Regions from separate parts of the Mus musculus genome. Here all the other regions are linked to region 3. A link is a contact called in public HiChIP or PLAC-seq and Micro-C data. All regions are on one chromosome and are shown on one strand. The core of a region is the stretch at or near the end of the contact, and the rest is flanking DNA. Distances in the headings are between cores, read along the strand shown. Region 1 has its middle 15 kb from the start of Mir6516. Region 2 overlaps Sec14l1 (SEC14-like lipid binding 1). Region 3 holds the start of Syngr2 (synaptogyrin 2). Region 4 holds the start of Cep295nl (CEP295 N-terminal like). Region 5 has its middle 32 kb from the start of Mfsd11.

Region 1 (2,700 bases), core at 49-2,548, 720 kb after region 3:
GGTCAATCTCCGAGCCACATGCAAAGGGGAAGAAAGGAGGATATGTTCTGTGGACCGCTTGTCAGACAGATTCCAGTGTTAGATAAGCACCTGGAACCAGAGCCAGTGGCCTTTAAGATATCTTTCCTGCCAAACAAGGTGGACAAGTATAATCCCAGAACTGGGGAGGTAGAAGCAGGAAGATCAGAATTCAAGATCATCTGCAACTACATAGCAAGTTCAGAGCCAGCCCAGGCTACAGAGACCCTGTGTGTGTGTGTGTGTGTGTGTGTGTGTGTGTGTGTGTGTGTGTGCAGTCTGTCTGTTTTGTTTTGTTTTTGAGACGGGGTTTTTCTATGGTACAGCCCTGGAGCTTGCTTGGTTGATCAGGCTGTCCTAGAACCCAGCGATCCCCCTGCCTCTGCCTCCCTAGTGCTAGGATGAAAGGTCTGCACCACCACTGCCTGGCTGACTCTGTCTTTACAGCAAAAGAAAGATCTTTCCCGGGAGAGTGCTGAGCAATCTAGAGAGTAAGCTTGGCTTCCCCAGCCAACCCCAGACTCCCCTCAATTCTTCCTAATAGAAGCAGTCACTGAAGGAGCTGGCAAGATGACCATGTGGATCCGGGCTCCTGTCACACAGGCTTTGATCCTGGGAATCCATAGAAAGGCAGAAGAAGATAACACTCCACAGGGTGCTCCTTCAACCTCGCTGCCCTCCTCTCTGCAAGAGAGAGAGAGAGAGAGAACAGAGAGAGAGAGAGAGAGAGAGAACAGAGAGAGAGAGAGACAGGGAGAGACAAGACAGAGGGAGAGATAAAGACAGAGATACAGAGAGAGATAAAGACCGAGACACACAGAGAGAAAGACAGAGATACAGAGACACAGAGGGAGGAAGAGATAAAGAAAGAGATATGGAGAGACACAGAGACAGACAGAGATAGAAAAAGAGAAAGATACAGAGAGAGAAAGACAGAGAGACACAGAGACAAAGACAGATACAGAGACAGATGACAGACAGACAGACAGACACACACACACAGAGAAAGAGAGAGAGAGAGAAACATGTTTAGTTGCTACTTACTGGCTGGACAGGAGACAGGAGAATGTTGAATGGGGCATGGGGCCCTGGGGGCTGTGTTTGGGGGTGTACATCTGAGGTGTGACAGAACAGAGTTAGCTATAAGCCACAATGCAAATGTCAAGCCCACAGAGTCACACTCAGAGGTCATGACGTGGCCAGCAGATGAAGTCCCCTGTTCAAAGGCCCTTGCAGGTGCAGCGGATGGGATGGTGCTGGCAATGCGCCTCTCGCCCTACAGAACTCCCATGAGAAAAAGCTGTGTCAGCAAGACGGCCTGGCCCCTCCCAGCCTGTGAAGCCCCAAGGACTGTGAGACAGCCTCAGTGGGAGAAGGTCGTGACCTTCTCACAGCCTCAGTTTTCTCCCTCGGCTGTGCTCTGATGTGGTGTTTTCTACGTATAGATGAACTGCAGTTTCTCTCCACTTTGGGTTTGTTTGTTGTTGGTTTTTTGTTTTGTTTTTTTTTTAAGTCTCTTTCTTCCATTAACCAAGCAAAAAACAGAGTAGAAATCTAAAGAAGAAATTGTGTGTGTGTGTGTGTGTGTGTGTGTGTGTGTGTGTGTGTGTGTGTTGGATGTGCATGTATCTGTTATCTGTTTGTACACTTTTCTTTCCTTTAAAGTCATGCAAATATGCTGGTGTGGCACCTCGTCCATTTAATCTCAACACTAGAGGCAGAGGTACAGAGATCTTAGGGAACTAGTGGTCAGCCTGGTCTACATAGCAACTTTCAAGCCAGCTAGAGCTACCAAGACAGACCTTGTCTCAAAACACAAAACAAAACAAATAAAATCAGTTAAATGAGACTCCTCATTTTCCCCCTGAGAGTCAGGCATGACCTCCAGTCAATCAGGCACTTAGAGCTGGATCACTGGCGACTGTCCCCCGGCCTGCGTCCTCACCACAGAGGAACAGCTGAAAGAGAGGTGGCCTCAGGAAAGCTGTAGGACTGAGCGGTCCAACCAGGACCCCCTCCACGTGGGCAGCATTCGCGGTTGAGTGAACGAGACTCTTCGCCCTGACCCTCAAGGCACACTAGCCTCTCCACCGGCAGCTGGTTTTCTCCAGCATTAGCGACTCTGAGAGAAATCACATGCCTAGGGAGACGTGTGACATGTGAACGTTCTCGGGTGACACACGCATTAACTGCTCTTATACGCAGAGTGAAACTGTGGACCGGATCGGGCTGGCCCCAGTCGTGTTCTCCTGAAGGTTAGGGGTGGGACACAGCAAGGAGCCGATGGGCGGGACTGCGGAGCATCCGCTGAGTTTGGAATCCTGACCCTCCCCTTACTTGGAACAGAAGTGGAGGTGGCTTTCTTGATTCTCAACCAAATTACATTTTTTTTTTCAAAGGCTGGGGGTGTAATTCAGCATACATAAGGTCTTGGGTTGGATCCCTAACAAGAAAAATAAACCAAACAAAACCCCAAAACAAACAAACCAACCAACCTCACCCTTCCTTCACTGCCTGTCTTATTTGCAGAAGAACGCGCCTTTCTTAAGGCCCTTTCTGGAATTTCTCAGTTGGGGTACCGCCTCCTCATTTCCTGTTACTTATCCCTAGAGGAAAAGAAATGACCTAAACAGGGCAGGGGGGATGCTCCATGTGAACAGAGGCTCACCCTGCGAGCCTGGC
Region 2 (2,700 bases), core at 201-2,700, 650 kb after region 3:
TCTACACAGGCATCCACTCCCGCCATACACTCTCATGGCCACTCGGATTTGGCACACATCTTTAGACACTGTTACCACACACACACAAGTAGATCCTGGGCCCCCCTCCTCTGGAGATCAGCCACCTGCAACTTCTAGACAGTTCGCTAAGAAGCATGCTTTCCCCATAAAAGCCGTAAAGCAAGGATCTGCTCCAACAGCAGGCTCTGGGGAGTCAAGATCAGGGGAAAAAAAAGAAAGAAGAAAAAAGGCAAACTAGCCCCAGCCTCTGACCTGCTTCTATGAAACGCAGAAGAACAAGTGCAGATCTGCAGCCCCTCCCCAGCTACACCCCACTCCCTCATGCACACACACAACACCTACACACATACCCAGCATCCACCCACATGCCGAAGGCCACTGCAAGCCATGCACCCCCCTGGAGAGCATTGCTAGAGTTTGCACTGCCACACTTCTAAAGGCAAGTGTGACCTACTGCTTCCAAACACCCTGCTGAGAGCTGAGGACCCTGGGTGCTAGGACTGAGGATCCTGGGTGCTAGGAAGACTGAGGACTCTGGGTGCTGCTGGGAGGACTGAGTACCCTGGGTGCTAAGGGCTGAGAACCCTGGGTTTTGGGAGGACTGAGTACCCTGGGTGCTAAGGGCTGAGAACCCTGGGTTTTGGGAGGACTGAGGACCCTGGGTTCTGAGAGGACTGAGGACCCTGGGTGCTACGGGCACAGAGCCGCCTCCTGCAGAAGGAAAGGCAGCACTCAGCAGAGGGAAAGAATCCTCCCCATCCCCTCCACCAAGTTCACGGACAGAAAAATTTTGCTCTGAAAAATATCAAAAGATTTGAAGAGGAGGAAAGAGAAAGCAATGTTTAATGATGGCGGTGTTGTCAGGATTCACGAGGAGCCCTGGCAGCCCCTCCTGGGCTGCAGTGTCTGCTCGGGATCAGGCTGGCTCTGACCCAGCACTGGGTGCTCCTCAGGCTGCCAAGTCCTTAGCGGAAAGGGACCTCAAGAGCTGTTCTGGATCCACAGGCCACCTCCACTAACAGGGAGCCGAGAGGACTCCGCTGCAGCTTAAGGGCTGCCTGCTGCAGCTTCGGTTCCGTGGAGGAGGAGGTGGCGAGTCTCTGCAGGGTGTCACACAAGTCATTCACTAGTGGACAAGGTGGAGTTTGTTGGTAACATTTTTTGCATCGACAACTGAGACCAGTCAGTCTCTTACTGTAGATAAACTACTTTTCTTTCGAGAGCCCTTGTGCTCTGGTTTGATTTTGTGCACGCTGTATACAAAATCTATGGCTATTGAGTTAAAGTTAGGGGTAGAGTTAAAACTACCTCTCAGGATGGTCTGGGGACCAGGTGACTAGTGACCATCTGCAGATCTAGCTGCTATCTAGAGGGAGGAGTCTGCACATCCAGGGGTGGGCGGAGTCTGCACATCCTGGGGTGGGCGGAGCACAGCAGCCGGGGCGCCCGCCCTCCGCGCAGGCGCAGGCTTCGCGGCACTACCTGGAAATCATGGAGCTGGATTGCGACTGGCTGGAGGAGGTGGTGGCGGCACTGAGCTGTGAGAACCCGCTGTGGCTAGATTCCAGGCTGGTCATGGAGCCTCTGCAGATGTAATCAACAAAGAACCAGGAGTGAGGAGCTGCTCTGAGCCGCCCCAAGCGAGCATCTCTATCTGCTCCCCCCCCCCCCCCCTCCGTCGGCCCTTGTAAAGTTGGGACAGGACATGAGAATCAATGGAGGAATCCGTAGTTTGCCCCTCGGGTGACACTGCACTTAGCAAGTGCTACACTCCCTTTCCTATGGAGAGCTGCAGGCAGTGAACAAGTAGTCCCTGCTGCCAGAGCCTCCCTCTCAGGCACAAACCTGAAATCTTCAGAGCCGATCACTTCTGTGTAGTACATGACTTTGCACTTGTGGGAGGAGACCTGCAGGGAGGCCAGCACGTCGTCCACTCGGGGTAGGTTGGTGGCAGCACATGCTGGCATGGTGTGGAATTTCCACTGTAGGATGTAGAAGCCTGGCCACCTGGTCACATGGGACCCCTGCAACAGTGAACAGCAGCAACTCAGGACATTCCACCAAGGGGAGGGGTGTCCTGAGCCAACAGCCTAATGATGGATGCCCTTCCACCCACTGAGGCAGCCTATGCGATGGTCTGTCAGGTGTTAGGAAGGCAGCATGCACCTTGTCTACCACCCTCAGCAACCTGCAACCTCTAGAGAGTACCAGGCTGAAAGTGCCTGGCCAGGTGGGAGCTGTCAGAAGGGCCTGTCTCTCTGACAGAGACAGCTAGGTCAGGGAACAGCTTCTCTGCCACTCCTGTCACCTTCCTAGCACACAGGGGCAATCTGTTCCAATGACTTCTTCCATTCTGGTTTAATGATTCAGAGGCAGAGCCAGCTTTTACGATGGGAAGACTCCCTTTACACTGCATCACAGACCGCATGCACTGGCAGCTGGCTTCTGAAAACCTCAGCTGGAGGACAGCGGGCAGCCACTGTGTGGTCAGAGGCATTGCAGGAGGAAAAGAAGTAAGTGGGCATTCAGTGCCAGAGGTGAGCCAGCACCAGCATACAGAGAGAGCCACAGGGCCAACAGGAACCCTCGCAGTATAGAGATGTCATGGGTTTTAGCAAGAGCTGACAGTGCCCTCTGCACGTTCCCCTCTTGCTTCTGTCTGTGTGACTTCCCTCTGGA
Region 3 (2,700 bases), core at 7-2,506:
CCCCCACAACGGTTCCCCTCAGAGCAAGGTTCTTGGGGTGGTCAGATCCACAGCCAGACTCAGATCCCGCAGGAGCCAGGACAGAGGTGGGAAAGTCACCAGCAGAGACTGGCCAAAGTTTGGAAAGCAGCTCCTTTGGAATCGTCCTAGTCATTTCGCTTCCTCCCCACACCCTAAGGCCACCGCCAAGCCCACGTCAAGGCGGCAGATGCAACTGAGTCTGTGGGCACCTGGCTGCCTCCAGACTTGCAGGACCAGAGCGATCCTGCGGGGACGCTCTCAATAGGATTGTGGAACTGGCAGTCACAAGCCCCGCCCCCAGCTGTGGATGAAGCCGGAACTCCAGGACTGGGCGCGGAGTATGGGTCAGGGCTCCTGGCACTGCCATCCTGACTGACAGGGTACAACCCAGGACGGAGTCACTAGATTCCACCGCTAGGCTGGGAGATTCCGGGGAGCCAGGGCACCTCCAAGGCTCCAGGCCCAGACCCCCTGGGCGCAGTGGGGCCACCCTCAATCTGGCAGCTAAAGTCTCAGTTTTCAGTGTTTTCATCCCAAGGTATGGAAAGCTGCCCCCGCACGCCTGGTACAAGGGGGCTCGCCCCGCTTCTGGGAAGGGAGTGCATTTGGTGGGAAAGCAGACCTGTTGCTAGCCTCTGAGAGGGAAGGAAACTCTCCTTCAGAGTGCCAGGCCAATCCCCCTCCTCGCACCCCACGTGGCTGCAGAAAGTCCCTTCCAGGTGAATTCCCTAGGCTGGGAGCCGCGGCGTGCCGGCCACCTGCTGTGCCGTGCCCCTCTCCGGTCCCTCCCAATGCCAACAAGGCGACAGGCCTGCCTCCCCGGAGAACTTCGGGGACGTCCCGCACCAGAGCGGCCTGGACCAGTGGTCCAGGGTGCGGCGGGGCCCGGCCCGGAGTTGGGGAGACAAGGTCCGGAGTGGAACAGGCGACAAAACCCACGGGCTGGAGGGGACAGAGACGCGGAGGGGCACGGGGCCCCGCGCTCTCCGAAAGGCCCAGGACGCGCAGCCGCCGCCACCTGTCGCGCTCTGCGGCCCGCGGCCCCACGGGCCCTGGTAGCCAGGACGCCCGGCTCCGGGTCCTCGCTGGTGGACTCACCATGCTCACGAGGCGCGTCACCACCTGAGGCTGAGACAGGAAGCGCCGCAGGTCGAAGGAGCCGCCCGCGTTGGCCGCGCCATAGGCCCCGCTCTCCATGTCGCTTTCGCCACCGAGCCGCGGATGGCCGGGAACTAGCCGGATTGCCCCGCCCCGCCCACGGGGGCGGGTCCGGCCGCCGACAGGGCGGGGCCAACCGCCGGGAAGTAGCCCCTCCAAACTCGTGGAAGTTGGCAGCAAAACTTGGAGCTCGCAGGAGGCGCCAGGGTGCGGAAGGGGGAGGAAAAGCTCACCCCTGGGAAATATGTCCTACTGAGTTCATCCAGAAAGGATCAAAGAGTCCCCAAGAAGAGACATCCTAGGCGGCTCCCACTTTACTCTTACTTACACAGTGCCCTGGTGAAGGTCCTCTCCCATAAGCCCTCCAGACACCCAAATCCCACCAATCCAGAATCCAGGCTCGTAAATACCTGGATGTCACTTCACCATTCTGCTCCAGACCAAAGGACTGGGGCATAAGCTCTTGCCTAGCACATCAGAGGCCCCCAGTTCCAACCTCTGGACTACTGTAGTAATTAATAACTATGGCCCCCACAGTTCTGGCTACTCTTTGCTCTGGAGCTAAGCCTGAAAGCCAAAGGGCTCTGAAGGGCAGATTTCTAGACATCGTGATCACATGCTGCAAAGTACCTGGTGGCTGTTGTCTCAGGAAGAGAAAGAGGGCAGGAGAATAAGGAGTTCAAGACAACCCTGAGCTATCTGAGATCTAGTCTCAAGTACACACATACTGAGGATTGTAATTTTAAAAATTAAAACAAATGAGATCACTAGGTCATAGACTCCAGCTCCCCCTGTCCCCCAATAACATTTAGAAAGGGAACCTGATGCTTAATCGGAAGGGGTCGTGTGTCAACCCAGGGCTTCACCTTGGCCGCCAAGAGGCCTCCAGATATCCTTCTGTTGACAACACAAATTTGTTCCCAAGGAGACCATGGCTGTTGAGGGGTGTAGAGGGCTGAGAAGTGACACAGAATGGAGTCATGACAAGATGGCTTTACCACAGTCACTTCAATGGATAATGAATAATGAGACAGACTCACCTCAGTAATGAGGGGGGCTGGACAATAAGGAAACTGAGGCAGAAGCCTGCCCCACCAGAAGGGTCACCACTCGGGAGAAGACAGGAGTAGGCACAAGAGAGACTGGGCCTTCTAACAGTCTATCTGCGTCTATTTGCACCCTCCCCACACTAACAGAGCCTGTGACAAGCCGCTGGTAGGTGAGCCCAGGGCTACCTCCTAAAATCTGTTCATACACGCCATGAGTGTTTGATGAAGGAGAACTGGCTGTCAGGACTTTCCTACAAAGCCTCCCTTTCTCTCTCTCTCTCTCTCTCTCTCTCTTTCTCTCTCTCTCTCTCTCTCTCTCTCTCTCTCTCTCTCTCTCTCTCTCTCTCTCTTTCCTACACAGAGAAACTCTATCTCAAAAAACCAAAACCAAAACCAACCTTTTGCCATTACATCATTACATGTAATTGGTTTGTGCCTGGGGTGGGTGGGTAGAGCACACGAGATGACACAT
Region 4 (2,700 bases), core at 150-2,649, 530 kb before region 3:
ACAATCATGGAAACCGAGAGCACTGAGCCTGCTGGGGCAGGCTGAAAGAGCCACCTGGCAAAAGTGCCAGCATATTCTAGAAGCCTCTCTCCAGGGACTTTTCTCTTGCTGAAGGTTTGATGTAAGACCAGGAAGAAGAAGATGAAAGAGACAGAAAGATCAACCCCAGGGCTCTGTTTGTGAGTTCTCCAGAGAAACAGAATCAACAGAGAGAAGGCCCGGGCTTTGGAGTGGGAATGGGGCTCCCACAGTTTGAAAGAGCCCACACTGGTATCTGCAGACCAGAAAGCAGTGGTGTGATTTCATCTGTGAGTGGGGGTGGATAGTCTCTAGAGAGCAAAGGACAAGGGACCAGGAGGAGCCCAGATGGCTGGAGACAACAGATATTCATTCACACCCGACATCGTCTGGATCCCCAAGCTTGGACACCCGTAGCCCAAGCAGTATGATTCAAAGTTAATCCCATGCAGAAACACCTCCACATTTACCAGCTCGCTGGGTGTCCCTTAGTTCATTAACCAGCTGAGTATTCCCCGGTTCAGTCAAGTTGACACAGAAAATAAACCATCACAAGAGTGTGAGAAAGGGGACCGGAAAAACAGAGGCGGCTTTCGTGGAGAAAGTTCCTCGTGTGGGGATAACGCATATGCTGGTCCAAGTCAGTGGGCAGTGGCTTTTCCAGGGGCTCATTCCATCCGGCCACAGCCTTTGGTTCCAGGTTCAGCTCCTCTCATCTTGCGTTCTCCACAGCTCGGCCTGCCCTGCCCTTTACTTTTCCTCGATAGGAGGAACTTTAAGCTTGACTCTTTACGAAGCCACCTTCCCCAAAGTAAACCCTCAGTGGTCTTACTTTTAGAGGATGCTCCAGCACAGTCAAGGATGTCTAGCTTTGAGGTCTAAGGAGGTTTAAGAATGAACGAGGAGCCGGAGCTAGGATTCTTTCTTCTCCTGCCTCAGTCAGCTTCTCAGAGCTGTTGGGAAGTAGCCCATACCCTCTGCCCGAGTCCAGCCAGCTGCTGTCTCTGCACGAAGAGGGATGGGAAGCGCCTGTCCTTGAGATCTTTACGTATGTTTGTCCTCTTAATGTTCTGACAGCTGGGGTGGGAGAGCACAGCCTGAGGAGGTCGTGATGCTGCCAGTCTGAGGGGAGGGAGCACTCCTCCAGGCTGTGGCTGTGAACTGAGGCTTTCTACATTGCTCATCAACACCTCTTCAAACAGACTGCTTTCAAAAAGCTCACAGTCCCTGCCACTTGAGACAAATCTCTGATTGCTTTTCTCACCTGGAAACTTGTCCTCTGGCTGGCCTGTCTCTGTATCTGACCTCACCCCTGAGGTGATGTCACAGCACCACAGCTCTGCTGTTCCCATGGCAACAGCCTCCCTTGGTTAACCAGACAGGGCAGACAGGGCTGCTGGCAGAGGTGGGGAGTGGTAATTCCACCTAACCTGGGTCAGTGACCCCTGAAACCCCACTTGGACCACCTTAGGACAAGATTGCGGTGTCTGCCCCTTCTCCGCTGGGAGGGGGGGTCTTTTGTGCCGGCTGTTGGGGGAGAACGTGTGACCAGGCCACGTGACCTGATGCAGATTTAAAAGTCCGTCTTACCAGCAAGAATAGGTGCTGACAGCGGGGGGCTGGGGGTGGGAAGACAAGATGCTCTGAGGAGTGGGAGGTGTCATGACATTAAGAATGGCAGCTGGGTGCCCCTGAGCTGGCTAGGGACTTGGAAAGGTGGTGAACACCACCCCTATATTTAGTAAGGCCCCACCTGCATCAGCCACAAGTGCCCCTCTTGATTGGTGGATGCCTGAACCCTGAGGTCAGAGGGCAGCTTACCACAAGGTCTGTCTGCGGGGATCTGAGCTTGTTCCTCACCCCCTCAACTGGCTGCCCTGCTCTCCTGGTAGAGCATGGGGGAATGGTCAGATGTCCGCGTGTAGCCCCACCCCCAGAATCTGGGTGAGAAAGGGGCTGTGAGCTTGGCTAAGACATACTTTGCCACGCCTTCCCCAGGAGAGATTCTGACACCACTTCAAAAAAAACAAAAAACAAAAACGCAGCCCAGCGCCTTTAGGAATGACCTTTCTCTGGAACTTAGCTGAGGGAGGAGGGGCCAGAAACGGGCCATGAGGCCGCGTACTGTGTCGTAGAGTATAGAGAAATGGGGTTAGAAACATCTCTGATGTTTATTTCACCTGGGCTTGGCTTGGATGCCTCCAGTGATGGGTGTCTCATTGCCTACCCAATGATTTTAAGACAGCTCCATAGAAAGTGCCTCCTTTCACCCGGCCAGCCTTTGCCTCCCTGTAATGTGTCCTCATTGGCCTGGCTCAGTCATCTGGAGACGCATACCGTAAGTACCACCCTCTCCCCACATAACTGGCCGAGCATCTGGGTGGTCCTCACAGCGATGGGAGAAACTGCTGTCACTCACTTCACAGATGAGGGGCTGAGATAGCATTGATCACCACCTCTCTCTGGGCGCACAGTGTACCACCTGCCCTCCTCCCAGATCCTCCAGCCCTGCAGAGGTTTCTGCCTTTTGTCATTGTCCTGAGATCTTGCTAGCATTCCTGGCCTCTTCTCTCCTTTCTCAGAACCATCTGGGAAGAAACTCTTTGCATGTCCGACTCTCCCTTGCTCTGCTGACATTTAGTCTGGCTGTTGTTACTCAAGCATCTATACATTTCTTATTAT
Region 5 (2,700 bases), core at 46-2,545, 920 kb after region 3:
TGCACCTGCAGAAGCAGGAGATGAACCAGAAAACTCCATCCTGTTCTTTGGTTGGACTCTGCAGATCTAAGGATGGGGGATGAGGGGCAGGGGGCGTGCAGATGCAGAGGTTTGGACCAGATGACACCCCCTCCCCTCCCACTGTTCCTGCCTTGACCCTAGCTCTCCCCATTACTCTCCTGGGGCCCAGAATAGACAGTACTTCCAACTGGGTGGGCACTGGGCAATGGGACCCTCTCAGTGTCCACTCACTGGGCACAGTTTCCTCTGTGCCCATCTCTTTGGTGCCCCGTGGTGGTCTGAGCTCCCTGCAGTGTGGGACACAAGGACTCGGTCACCCAGCCATTTCTCCCAGGTTCTAGCTTGATGAAAGTGACAGTTAAGAACTCTCATCCACAATGACACCTGAGGAGCGACAGGTGGTAACTTGAACCAGAGTTTATCTGTCCCCATTTCAACCACAGTGACAAGGAGAGTATCATTGTGTTTGCAGTTCTGAGCGAGTGTCTACTTTGCTTCTGGACGAGGGCTGAAACCCTGGCTCCTGAGTGTCTCTCTGTCTCTCTGTCTCTGTCTCTCTCTTTCTCTCTGCCTCCCTCTCCCCTCCCCTCCCCCCCCCCCCACGAAGCCAAGGGGATTTTTCTTTGGAAGATGTGGTTCAGGGAGTGGGAGACAGATGAGAGGGTGACCAAAATAACACTATACACACCAATGAAACTCTCAAAGAATAACTTCTGTTTTGAGGAAGGGTCTCACTATGCATTCCTGGATGGCTTAACATTGGCTATGCAGACCAGGCCAACCTTGAACTCACAGATCTGTCATCCTATCTCCCAAGTACTGGAAGTGAAGTTGTGTGCCAACATGCCCAAAAACAACAACAACAACATCCACCTGCCTTTAGACTGTGGGTGTGGCTTAGCGACAGAGTGTTTGTTTAGCATGCATAAGGCCCTGGTTTAACCACTACCTACATAAAACTAAAGCCCAGCCCACACAGAGATGGGAGAGACAGCCACTCATGAGAAAAAAAACCCTTAGACTTGGGAAGACCGGAGCTGCAGTAAACCCATTGTCCCATCTGGGCCCTTGTCAGCCTGAGACAGGTGCTGAGTTTGTTACAGAAGTAGGTGGTAGATCTGGGTAACCAGCTGCACCCCCCTTTTCCCCCCACCCCCACCCCGGTGCTCAAGGGGGAACAGAAACTGCGAAGCAGACAGCTGGCAAGGGATCCAACTCACCTGCAGAGCACCCCTGAGGCCTCCTGTTCCTTAGCAACCTGCTGAAGCCAGCCAAGGGCTTCCGGATTCCCTTTCAGAGGATCAGTCACCTCCCTCCCCTCCCCTTCCCTCCCTCCTCACCTCGCCCCCTCCGTCCCCCCAACCCCCACCCCCGGAGAGGCGGAGAGCAGTAGGATCCCTGTACACGCAGAGGGAGTTCAGGGTGAAGGAACCTAAGTTTCTTTTCAACTGGGTCTGCGCAGAGCCAGAGGATGCCAGGGATCCCCCAGCACCCCCGCGCCCTGCCCCGCACCCCCTGCCCTTCCTCACAACACACACACACAAAGGGAAGGTGTCAGGACAGTCTCCGCTGAACCATTTCACTGGCTCTTCTTTCGGAAAGTCTACCTATAAACTTAGAGATTCACGTCGGGACAACAGAACACATAGGACAGTGACACCTCGGAGACCTAAGCGTGGGAGACTGAAACACAGCAGAGACGTCCCTTAAACCGAGCTATTTACTATGCCGGCTCCACACCTCTTGCATCCCAGATCACGAGTTCAGTCTCGGCCTAGATCCAAAGCTGTAAAAACAGATCGCAAGAGTCGGTTGCCCTCTGCTGGGCATCGTAGGATATGCACCCAGCCTCCGTACCAAGAACTGATTTCTGCACTCTATGAGAGGATTCAAGAGCTGGACAGCTGTGGCTGAGTCTTTCCCCCGAATCATCTGGAATAAATTTGATTTGATTTGGAGTCTATAGCCCAGGCTGGCCTCAAAAACATAGCCAAGGCTGACCTTCGACTCCTGATCGTCCTGCCTCTGACTCCTGAGTGCAGGACTACAATCATGTGCCACAAAGCCCAATTTTTTGTTTTTTGTTTTTGTTTTAATAGCACTGGGGAATGGAAACCGGGGGTCTGAGCATACTAGGCAAGCACTCTACAGCCCAGGTTCGAGACTATCTTGGGTATCTAGACCCATCGACTTGCAGAAGAAAAAAAAAGGGTCTTAAAGTGTATGGAGACCTTATAGAGCAGGCATGTCCACTGCATTTCAAGATACAAGACGGGGCATCCTAGCCATCATAATTCTGGTCTGACCGGAACAGGTCTTTTCTTTCTTTTACGTTTTTGTTTATGGGCTGGAGAGATGGCTCAGCAGATGAGAGGACTGCTCTTCCAGAGAACCAGGGTTTGAGCCCCAACACCACACGGTCACTCGGAATCGTCTGGGATCGTTCTGCGGTATTTGATGAGCTCTTCTGTTCTCTACAGGCACCAGGTATGCATGTGGTGCACAGAAACAAAGCACACATGAAATAAAAATGAACAAATCTAAATATGGGCTGGAGAGATGGCTCAGCAGTTAAGAGCACTTGACTGCTCTTCCAGAGGTCCTGAGTTCAATTCCCTGCAACTGCATCGTGGCTCACATCTATAATGGGATCTGATTGCTTTTTCTGGTATATATAAA

The links. Hi-C and Micro-C count contacts between places; a contact is called where the count stands out from the background. HiChIP or PLAC-seq counts read pairs in DNA pulled down with a chosen protein or histone mark.
Region 1: an HNF4G HiChIP or PLAC-seq map of pancreatic cancer cells shows a contact between it and region 3. The contact joins the enhancer-like site here to the promoter of Syngr2 in region 3. A contact is called at or near these places in 5 of 39 promoter capture datasets (cranial neural crest, embryonic stem cells, liver and 1 more), 5 of 115 datasets of contacts at active chromatin or transcription factors (T-cell acute lymphoblastic leukemia, bone marrow-derived macrophages, embryonic stem cells and 2 more) and 2 of 9 other capture datasets (embryonic stem cells and pancreatic islet).
Region 2: a Micro-C map of embryonic stem cells shows a contact between it and region 3, with 2.8 times the contacts expected there. The contact joins the enhancer-like site here to the promoter of Syngr2 in region 3. A contact is called at or near these places in 7 of 39 promoter capture datasets (the 3T3-L1 cell line, the C10 cell line, cranial neural crest and 4 more), 2 of 484 Hi-C or Micro-C datasets (both in embryonic stem cells), 3 of 115 datasets of contacts at active chromatin or transcription factors (forebrain, large pre-B cells and pancreatic cancer cells) and 1 of 9 other capture datasets (embryonic stem cells).
Region 4: a contact with region 3 is called in an H3K27ac HiChIP or PLAC-seq map of embryonic stem cells, with 5 read pairs. The contact joins the promoter of Cep295nl here to the promoter of Syngr2 in region 3. A contact is called at or near these places in 3 of 115 datasets of contacts at active chromatin or transcription factors (acute myeloid leukemia, embryonic stem cells and pancreatic cancer cells).
Region 5: a contact with region 3 is called in an HNF4G HiChIP or PLAC-seq map of pancreatic cancer cells. The contact joins the enhancer-like site here to the promoter of Syngr2 in region 3. A contact is called at or near these places in 3 of 39 promoter capture datasets (embryonic stem cells, hippocampal neurons and liver), 2 of 115 datasets of contacts at active chromatin or transcription factors (extraembryonic endoderm stem cells and pancreatic cancer cells) and 1 of 9 other capture datasets (adipose tissue).

Annotation. Positions count from the first base shown.
Region 1 is chr11:117,091,484-117,094,183 of GRCm38.p6, reverse strand. No RefSeq gene overlaps it. Among named protein-coding and RNA genes, the nearest start is that of Mir6516, 15 kb to the right of the region's middle. Within about 2 kb of position 1,298, at least 115 of the 459 cell types and tissues checked have an H3K27ac peak or open chromatin away from gene starts, as enhancers often do. A contact at or near this core is called in T-cell acute lymphoblastic leukemia, embryonic stem cells, pancreatic cancer cells and 1 more, where this site is marked.
Region 2 is chr11:117,155,706-117,158,405 of GRCm38.p6, reverse strand. It overlaps Sec14l1 (SEC14-like lipid binding 1), which reads right to left. Exons shown (of 16, transcript NM_001166506.2): 15 at 1,867-2,045; 16 at 1-1,605. The coding sequence ends at 1,500. Among named protein-coding and RNA genes, the nearest start is that of Sec14l1, 42 kb to the right of the region's middle. Within about 2 kb of position 1,450, at least 57 of the 459 cell types and tissues checked have an H3K27ac peak or open chromatin away from gene starts, as enhancers often do. A contact at or near this core is called in embryonic stem cells, where this site is marked.
Region 3 is chr11:117,808,223-117,810,922 of GRCm38.p6, reverse strand. Syngr2 (synaptogyrin 2) reads right to left here and starts at 1,256. Exons shown (of 4, transcript NM_009304.2): 1 at 1,120-1,256. The coding sequence starts at 1,218.
Region 4 is chr11:118,341,233-118,343,932 of GRCm38.p6, reverse strand. It overlaps Cep295nl (CEP295 N-terminal like), which reads left to right and starts at 1,399. Exons shown (of 3, transcript NM_021440.2): 1 at 1,399-1,620; 2 at 2,260-2,356. The region is part of intron 1 of Timp2 (tissue inhibitor of metalloproteinase 2); the gene reads left to right.
Region 5 is chr11:116,884,551-116,887,250 of GRCm38.p6, reverse strand. No RefSeq gene overlaps it. Among named protein-coding and RNA genes, the nearest start is that of Mfsd11, 32 kb to the right of the region's middle. Within about 2 kb of position 1,295, at least 85 of the 459 cell types and tissues checked have an H3K27ac peak or open chromatin away from gene starts, as enhancers often do. A contact at or near this core is called in pancreatic cancer cells, where this site is marked.